2 separate regions of the Mus musculus genome follow, and region 2 is linked to region 1. A link is a contact called in public Hi-C data. All regions are on one chromosome and are shown on one strand. The core of a region is the stretch at or near the end of the contact, and the rest is flanking DNA. Distances in the headings are between cores, read along the strand shown. Region 1 has its middle 65 kb from the start of Gm6567. Region 2 overlaps A730056A06Rik (RIKEN cDNA A730056A06 gene).

Region 1 (4,442 bases), core at 710-3,209:
CCTACTCAGCGACATGCTCTCCTGTCCACTGCAGCCATCTCTCACACCTGTCATTGCTGTCATGTCTCTACCTCCATCTCTCTCCACTGAGTAGACACCACTCATTTCCTCTAGCTCTTTCATCTTTCCATCACATACTCATTTGTTGAAATGCCATCAGAAACTGCAGTCTCTCTCTCTCTCTCTCTCTATATATATATATATATATATGTATATATATATATATATATATATACCCTCAAGCAGATTTACATGCAAATATTCATTGCAATAAACTGCTGGGCTGGTTCAAGGTTTCTGGTTTCTGAAGCACCATAAATACATAACCATTACTGAACCTAGGCTCACATACCCTGCTGTTGCATAGAGTCAGGCTGATGCTGTTGCTAGGCAGGGCATCTGGGGATAAGCAAATTTTAAATAAATGACTACAAATTTGAGAGATAGGAAGTACTTTGTGAATATTGTCTTTAAAAGAGATCATGTGACTCTTCCTGGGTTTACCTGGTTTTCATCTCCACTGGGCCATTCTACTGGGACATGGTCTCTTCAGAGGACCAAGCATTAAATAACAATAAAGGTGCTGAGCCTTAGAGATTGCTTGTTAGATGGGATGCGTCTGGATGCAGCTGAGTGTGTTATACACAGAAGTCAGGAAACATAAAAGATCAAATACAAATCAGGATGTCTAATGAACAAAAACCTGTCTTCAGACATACAGCGAGGAGCAGGTCAAAGGGGAATGGGGTTAACATACCCAGGACAAGGCAAGAGGAGGAAGAGCTGCATGCTTGGAAATGTGTAATTCGGTATGAGAGTAGTGTCTAATTCTGTATAAGGATAATGGTTTAGACACAGTTTCAAAGCAACACGGGTCCCAGCTCCTTCGACTCCTGGGCATCACACTTTGTGACTCCTTAACTTTATTCTATGGACCAGGCACAAGGCCTTTGACAGAGAGAGGCAATCCAACACACACCGGACCTGCTGAGCACATGGGCAGGGGACCGACGATGCGTGTACCTTGTCCTTCAGTTATGATAAGCCTTAAGGTATAGCAGGGAGCAGCCAGCCAGACCTGAGGGGAAACCACGTGGCTAAGCAACTTGACCCTGGAAGCTCCCCGTCTTTTTCTAGGCTAAAAGCTGAGGAGCTTTGAGTTGTGAGGAAAAGACCCACAGATCTGTAACTCCAATACCTAGGAATTCGACTGTTTTCCCCACACCTCTCTTCTCACTTCCACGTTCTAGGCTTTCACTGTTTCCCAAGCCAATAGCGTTCACCGTAGCAGTAATTTTGACTCAGGGTGGTGCTAGGGTTGGTGTAGGGCTTGACCCCAACCCTCAAGTGTGGGCTTTGACTGATGGGGGGGACTTTTCTGCCCTGGTCGCCATCACACGGCTTCCAGACAGGTCTCTTGGGTGGATGCTTCCTATGTAGCAGAGAGTGCTTCAAAGGGAGACACAATAAATTATGCCGGGGGCTCCCAACCCCAGCTGCCAAGGGCAGAGTCACAAGCCGCAGGCCTTGTTCTTTTAGAAGAATTCTGAGTCTCCCGGGTAAGGTTTCCTGTAAGTGTGGGTGTTCAGATGGCTTGTTTTGGTGATGTTTTTTGATACATGCAACTACTTCCAGAGGCTCAGAAATGACAGAGCCCTGCCAGCAAATCTTCACACTCGAGTAAATAATAGCACAAACGACTCCCGCAGCCCAGCAGTCGTTCTTTATGCTTGCATTCTCCAACGCCCTTTCCTCAGTCTCCAGTTCCAAGCTTGTTGAAGTTTCAGCAGGGAGGCGCTAGGCACAAAAATGTTCCAGAGTCGGCTTGGCTGAGGGCGACCCGCCCATGCAAGGACAGGGAATTCCAAGATAAACAGGCCGCGTTATCGCTCCAGACTTTGTTGGCACAGGGTACGGGTTTCCAGCCCCAGAACATATTTTGTGTGGATAATGGACAAGCAGTTACTGCGTAAACACATGAGGAGCTTGCAGGTGTTGTGTTCCTCGGTGTTTGCCAACCAGATGTTCTTCTGTGGGGCTTGCCTTTTGGCCCCCTCTGTGCCTGGAGCTGAAGCGAAATGTCACTCTTTTTCTCTCTGTCGGCGAAATAAAGCAATGTTCTTATGGGAGATGCCCCAAAATAAGAATAAGCTCTAGTTTTCTCCTGCAAATGATTCATGTGTTTGTGTGTGTTGTCTTTCCTTCTCTAGTCTCTCTCTCTCTCTCTCTCTCTCTTCCCTCCCTCCCCCCTCCCTCCCTCCCTCCCTCCCTTCCTCCCTCCCTCCTTCCCTCCCTCCCTTCCTCCCTCCCTCCTTCCCTCCCTCCCTCTTTCCTCCCCCCTCCCTCCCCCCCTTCCTCCCTTCATTTTTTCTCTCATGACACTTAGGGCAAGATGCTCCTATTAAATTAAGCATGTACATCTTCCCCATCTTCCCTTTTGTGAAGGAACCACTCTAGACTCCTTGGAAAGTTTCAGAGGTGACTTTAGATCTCCTGTGCTTTGGATTGGCTTAAGATGCAGCAGGTGTCCCACACAAGGTTTTAAAACAGGGTCAAAGGGTGAGCGCATGAGAGCCATGTCTGGTCAGCAAGTTTTCTCTCTTTGTGGCTAAGCCCGAGATACATCAGGGATCAGTCAGGAGAAGGCTGTGTGCCTTACAGTGCCGGGAAGGCTGAAGGAGGCAGAGTCACGAATGGACTTGCTCTTAGAAACTGAAATGTCATCAGAAACGACTGTGAAGTTCTCTCTCATGTGTCATTAACCTAGAAAGGTTCAATCTGGCTTTCATGGAAGGAGGCTTGGCCTGAGCTCTGGCTCAGAGCAGAGGCTCATGAAAACCGGTTGCAATTAAACCTCAAAAGTCCCTCAGGTAACATAAAGTGGGCCTCACTCCTCTACTCTACCTTCCACACTGAGTTAGCCTTGGGCAACTGGGCCTCAGCAGCTGGGTCTTCAGGTTCATCCTTGTCACTATGATCAGGACAAGGCAGCTGCAGCTGCCCTGGCTCTCGGCTTCTTCTTCAACTGACTACACAAGGAGGCAACCTCCAAGCCTCCAAGAGGTTAAAGGTTGATCATGGAAAATACAAAAAAAGTGGGGGTAGGGTTGGAGTGTGGAAGAGATCAAGCTGTACACTCAATTATGTAGTACTTGGAAAAGCACTTGAGGGTTAAGACCTTATTTGTTATTTTATTTGATCCTGGCTAACAACACCTTTTGTGATTATAAATTGCCATGGTTTCTAAAATACTTCCAAGAGCAAAATGTAGGAGGCAGGGAAATTAAGCTCTCTTTGCTGGTAAGTTCTGTGGGTCATATTGAGTTTATGTAACTGACCCAGTCATTTGCCAATCAGTTGCAAAGACAATCTGACTTGAAACTTTTAAGACCAATTCCAAAGCAGTTCCCAGAAACTCAAGGGGTTAATGGACTAGGAGGCACTGTTGATGTTTTATGGATAAGATTACCAAACATGGATTAATTAACTAACTGCAGTATTTTGGAGTGGAATGTGTCAAATTTTGTGAAGTCCATTATTTTGCATGCAAGACAATGGTGGACCATCACACACCGGAGGTGCACTTGAATTTCCCATCTATTGATGGTGGCACCTCTCACTGCCTAGTGATTCCCTTTGGAAGAAATTTATCTGTTCTCCTTCTCAAAGAGAGTTGTATGAACAGGCTTCAAAGGTTGACTCTAGATTGGCATGGAAGAGGATGCTCCTGGAATTAGTTCTGACACATGCAGAAGGATACCTATTATTCATCAGTGTTCATAGGGGCATGGGTATCAGTTACAGGAGATGTACCAGCTCTGGTGGGAAGATGTGGTGTGTGTCGGAGAAAGTGCAGAGGCAGCTCTCATGGGCATTCTGTTGTTTAGGGCTGGGCTCCTGCTCCCCAGAGTACCCTGTAGTATGCATTTATTCATGCTACATCCTTACATGCTATTTGTTCTCACAACTTCCCTGAAAGCTCTTGCACAACTGTTTTTGTTACAGTTATCAATTAACTGTATCAGGGGTATCACACAGCCTCAGACATTGAGCTTGCTTTCATTTTCATTTTATTTTATTTCGAGAGGCCGGTGAATATGTGCATGAAGGTATAAGACCTATGCCTGGTGTTGCTCCACCCCAGGGGGAAACACCATCCATCCACTCATAGCTCGGCTCAACCTGGACTGTTATGGTTTTTCATTTTCCAAGCAGAGTGAGACAGCTGTTTGTTGTATACAGGCTTGCAGTTGTGTGTTTTGTTTACATTTTTTTTCTAGGCCTGGTTTGATAAAGGCACTCCCATTGTTCAGTGAATGGAGTCTGGACTCCTTGGCAGAGCTGCCCAGATTGTCCTGTGGGTGCCTTGCTTTGTAGTAAGGTGTTCAGGTGTCTTCCCAAGCACATTGTTCTCACATGCACATATCAACACCTCCTGCCTG
Region 2 (4,442 bases), core at 748-3,247, 290 kb before region 1:
ATGGAAACACACACACACACTCACACAGACACACGGACACATTCACACAGACACATAGATACACAAACACACTCAGACACACACAGAGACACACAGACACATACACACAGATACACATAGACACACATAGACACACAGAGATACAGGCACAGGCACAGTCAGACAGATAGACAGACAGACAGACATACACACACACACACACACACACACACACACACACACACACACACACACCACAACCACACCACACACCAAATCCAGTAAAACCAAGTCCACAAAACAAAAACCCAGTATGTGTAGGAGAGACAGCAGATTCCCTCCTGCAGTTTCTCATCTTGCCCTTTGCAGCCCAGCTGTTTTACAAAGGAACAGCTTACTCATAATTCCCAAGCCGAAGATACTTCTAGTTGGAACATCTGACATCATGGCTAAACAAAGAAGTCATAAATTGTGAATGTATATAAAAAGAAAGTCTCCTAAGTGGGGCTTCTCTAAATTGTATGTGTCTTCCTGAGGGAGCAATCCATTCATCCATAAACATCAGCTGGCCAGGCAACACTGGAGGTGCCGGGGATAGAGCCCTGACAGAGACTAACATAAAGACAGTGTTCAGGTTGTACTGAGGTCTGAATACTTGTGAACTCGCCAAATTCACATGTTAAAACTAATTCCTTAAGTGACAGAATTAGGCACGAGGGAGGTGACTGGGTCATGAGTATAGAGCCAGGAACAAAGGATCGACACCTCTAAAAGAGGCCCCAGAGAGGTTCCTTGCCCCTCCCTACCATCTAGGAACAAGGAAGCCTTCATCGGGCACCCACTCTGCTGGTGCCCTGATCTGCAGCTTCTAAGCCTTCAGAGCCTTAAGTAGGTCATTCCTGTTGTTTTTAAGTCCCTTGGTGGATGGTGTTTTGTTATAGCTGCTCGAACAGACTAGGGCAGTGGTTCTCAACCTTCCCAATGCTAAAAGCCATCTTTTAGTACACAGTTCTTCACATTACGGTGACTTCAACCAGAAAATGATTTCATTGCTACTTCCTGACTGTAATTTTGCTGCTGATATGAATCCTAATGTAAATACCTGATAGGCAACCCCCAGAGGGGTCGTGACCCACAGGTTGAGAACTGCTGGACTATTTCCACAAGAAACAGAGCTGTAGCCCCCCATGGTGAGGGGGAAGGAAGCACATGCAGTGTGCTAGGGAAAGTGACACTGAAGATATAGTGAAGCTGCTGCGCTGTCCTTGCAGAACCATGCTCTACTTGGGGTACACAGCATGTTTAGCGAAAGTCACTGCCCTAAAGACTCAGGCTGCCTATGTGTTTGCCCCAAATGAGCCACTGGATCTGGATGCTTGACTTTGTCCCCATCCTCCCCACCACCCAAAGGCACAATAGCGTGGTAAGATCTGCACAATATCAAGCCAGCCAAATGTAGGGCATAGCTGGGGGCATGCCTCTCGCTGAGGAGCTGTTGAGAATTGGTAGCTACTGAGGAAGGAGAGTCAGTTTTCTTTGGCTGGGACACCGATAGACTGGCCGACTTCCAGTGAGTGGCCCTACACCCATGCTCATGATGGCAGTAGCAAGGAGACTCAATGGGTTTAAAAAAGAGTATACAATGCTGGAGGGACCAGTGAGGGGTGGGGACAGTAAAGGAAGAGTTGGAAGAGGAGATGGGATGGGCTTGATCAAAACGTATTCTATTCATGCATGACATTCTCAAAAACTAGATTTTAAAAAGCCACTCTAATCAAGGAGCTGTCGTTCTTGGGTTGATGGGTTTCCTCAGTTTCCCTCAGCTGAGCTGCTCCTCATCGTTTCTGTGGACTGTTCCTTCGGTTTGCAGCTCTCCACCAGTTCTCTTCTTCTTCATCCCTGCTTTCTTGGCCATTGCATCTGAATACTTATTAGATTTTGTTTCTTGACCCTCCCCTTCGACTGTCCCAAGCTGTCCTATTTATAGCTTGCAGCTGTTGGCAGAGCTGCAGTGTTAGCCTTTGGGGAGACGTCCATAGGCTGGGTTGCCTGTGAGTTGTCTGGGAACACAGGCTGAGGCGAAGGAGACACCCAGGCGAGCTTTTTCTCTCAGAATTTATGATGAAAAGTTGGATTTCTTGAGCCAGGAGTTTACGATGGACAACAGCCCTGTGTTTGTAATTTGCAGAAAGATGGGGACGGCACATTCCACTAAAGCAGGAACTGGCTAAACCCAGCTTTTTGACTCACAAATTAGTCAATAACTCTCTAGCAAAAATTAGAAATTGTGGCTTCAGTTAAAAATTGCTTCTGTTAAAGGAGGAGGAGGGAAGAAGAAGAAGAGGAGGAGGCAGCCAAAAATGGGATATTTGGGGCAAAATTTAAATAACAATTCTAAGAGTTTTGGGTTAAGTATTTTTCTTACAGAGCATGCATCTTAAGTCAGGTCATATAGTGTGCACATGGCTCTAGTAAGACAGATGCTGTGAAGGCGGTTAGTGCAGGGAGAGATGGATGGATACACCAGGCTGACTTTAGGTATAAATCATTCACACTTTACCCACGCGATAAGCGTATAGAATTTCGAAAATGTTGACTTCTAACGGGCTCCCAGGCGATCCGCAAGCTGTACCTTCCAAAGGCTCCTGCCCAAGGCCTGCAGTGGAGCCCGAAGGAGGGCTCGCCTCCTTACCCTGAAAAGCTATGGGGCTCGCCTTTTCTTTTTAACAGTATTGTCCCTGGTTCTATTGATTAACTTTGGATCTTTCTTCTCATGACCGCGGCTACCTTGTGCGTCCTCATCCTAACAGCGCCTGGAACCTTTCTCCTTCCCCACTTCCGTCTTTGGGACTTCGGCCCATCTTCACTTTCCGCTGCGTGGAGGCTCAGATGAAAACATGTGTTTCTGATGCTCTGTGTCTTGGCCTGGGAGGAGCCTGAGGGAAGGCTTTCCTATTCCAAATTTGTCTCAGACTTTAGCACGTCAAAACTCATTGCAGTCAAAGTCAGCAGCGTCCCAAACCTCCAGTTCGCTCATTGCCTGAGAAGCCCAAGGGGCTCCGGAGCAGGCTCCGTTCGTGGGTGGACCAGACAAGACAGTTTGATACAGCTGAAAAAACACGGCGGTAGAAAGAGTCTTGTCAAGCTTGGTCTTTGACTGCAGGGGAAGTGGCACTTTTTGTCACCAGTTAGTTATGTAACAATGCTCTTTCAATATTTAAAAATGTTCTCTCTTTTTGAAGCCTTTTTTTTTTTTTTTAGTTTTTTGAGACAGGGTTTCTCTGTGTAGCCCTGACTGTCCTGGAACTTACTCTGTAGACCAGGCTGGCCTCGTACTCAGAAATCCGCCTGCCTCTGCCTCCCAAGTGCTGGGATTAAAGGCGTGGGCCACCACTGCCCCGCTTGAAGCCTTTTTTAAACAAGAAAAAAGATGCCGTGCCCCCCCCCCCCCCAGAAGCTGATTAGTCATCAGCCCAGAGTCAAAGCTGGTTGAGCATAGATTTCTCTGTCTGCCAGCTACTACTGTCTCCTAGATGGCATGGACTGTGTACTGGGCTTATACTGGTGAATGTTGAGTATGTTGGCATCCATAGAGGGTTGTGGATGACTGAGAGAGGGACCCATCCCTGGGCCAGGGGTGGGGGGGGTGGGGTGAGGTTGTTGATATGCTGCTCATGTCGCCGGGACCAGGTTCTGGGGTGGTAGCTGTGGCTGACAGTGGCCAGACCAGGAGGTGAGGCATCAGGAGAACCGAGTTGGCATTCGAGCCTGACTTTTCAGCACCTCTGTCCTCTCTTTTAAAAAAGACCTAATAGGAGAAGATAGTTTCCAAGAATTCTAGCACAGAGAGTCCCTTAAAGAGCATGTTGGCCATCTCAGTTCTTTTTATAACATTCCTGTTAAGCTGCAGGGCAGGGCGCTACTCATCTGTGCCCTGGAGAGGATATCTGTGTGATGGCGGGTGGGGGTGGGGGTGGGCGATCCTGGCCAGAAAGACAGTCTAGTGACGGTCAGCCTTACCGGATCCACCTCCTCTTCTCATAGAGTAATACTGGAATGCCCTGTCTACACTCCCCAAGTGAAACTGATAGTTTAGACAACCTGCCCACCCATCTACAGACTGGCAGAGCTACACAGTGGTCCTAGCGCTCAGGAAGTGGGAGCAGCATCCGAGCTCAGGAATTTGAGACCAGACCAAACGGAAAAGCAACAGCCTCAAGAATCGCAAAGTGAGGCATGCATGAGAAAACATTTCACATGTAATAATGTCAATAATGAGTAGAAGGATTCTGCACTTCTGAGAAGCAATTTAATATTCACTCAACAATCTCCAAACTCTAACCATACCTGACCCTTTGTAATAGGGACTAAATATGTCTATTTGCACATAGTCATTGGACTATTGACAGTGCAGTATCTGTGGTTATGTGTTTGAACAACTACACTTACAAACAAAGAGGTGC

Evidence for each region. Hi-C and Micro-C count contacts between places; a contact is called where the count stands out from the background.
Region 2: a contact with region 1 is called in a Hi-C map of uterus, with 2.2 times the contacts expected there. The contact joins two enhancer-like sites. A contact is called at or near these places in 1 of 39 promoter capture datasets (hippocampal neurons), 7 of 484 Hi-C or Micro-C datasets (cerebral cortex, cortical neurons, nephron progenitors and 1 more) and 1 of 115 datasets of contacts at active chromatin or transcription factors (heart atrium).

The regions. Positions count from the first base shown.
Region 1 is chr7:73,034,413-73,038,854 of GRCm38.p6, reverse strand. No RefSeq gene overlaps it. Among named protein-coding and RNA genes, the nearest start is that of Gm6567, 65 kb to the left of the region's middle. Within about 2 kb of position 1,959, at least 34 of the 459 cell types and tissues checked have an H3K27ac peak or open chromatin away from gene starts, as enhancers often do. A contact at or near this core is called in uterus, where this site is marked.
Region 2 is chr7:73,324,961-73,329,402 of GRCm38.p6, reverse strand. The region is part of intron 1 of A730056A06Rik (RIKEN cDNA A730056A06 gene); the gene reads left to right. Among named protein-coding and RNA genes, the nearest start is that of 4930429H19Rik, 17 kb to the right of the region's middle. Within about 2 kb of position 1,997, at least 36 of the 459 cell types and tissues checked have an H3K27ac peak or open chromatin away from gene starts, as enhancers often do. A contact at or near this core is called in uterus, where this site is marked.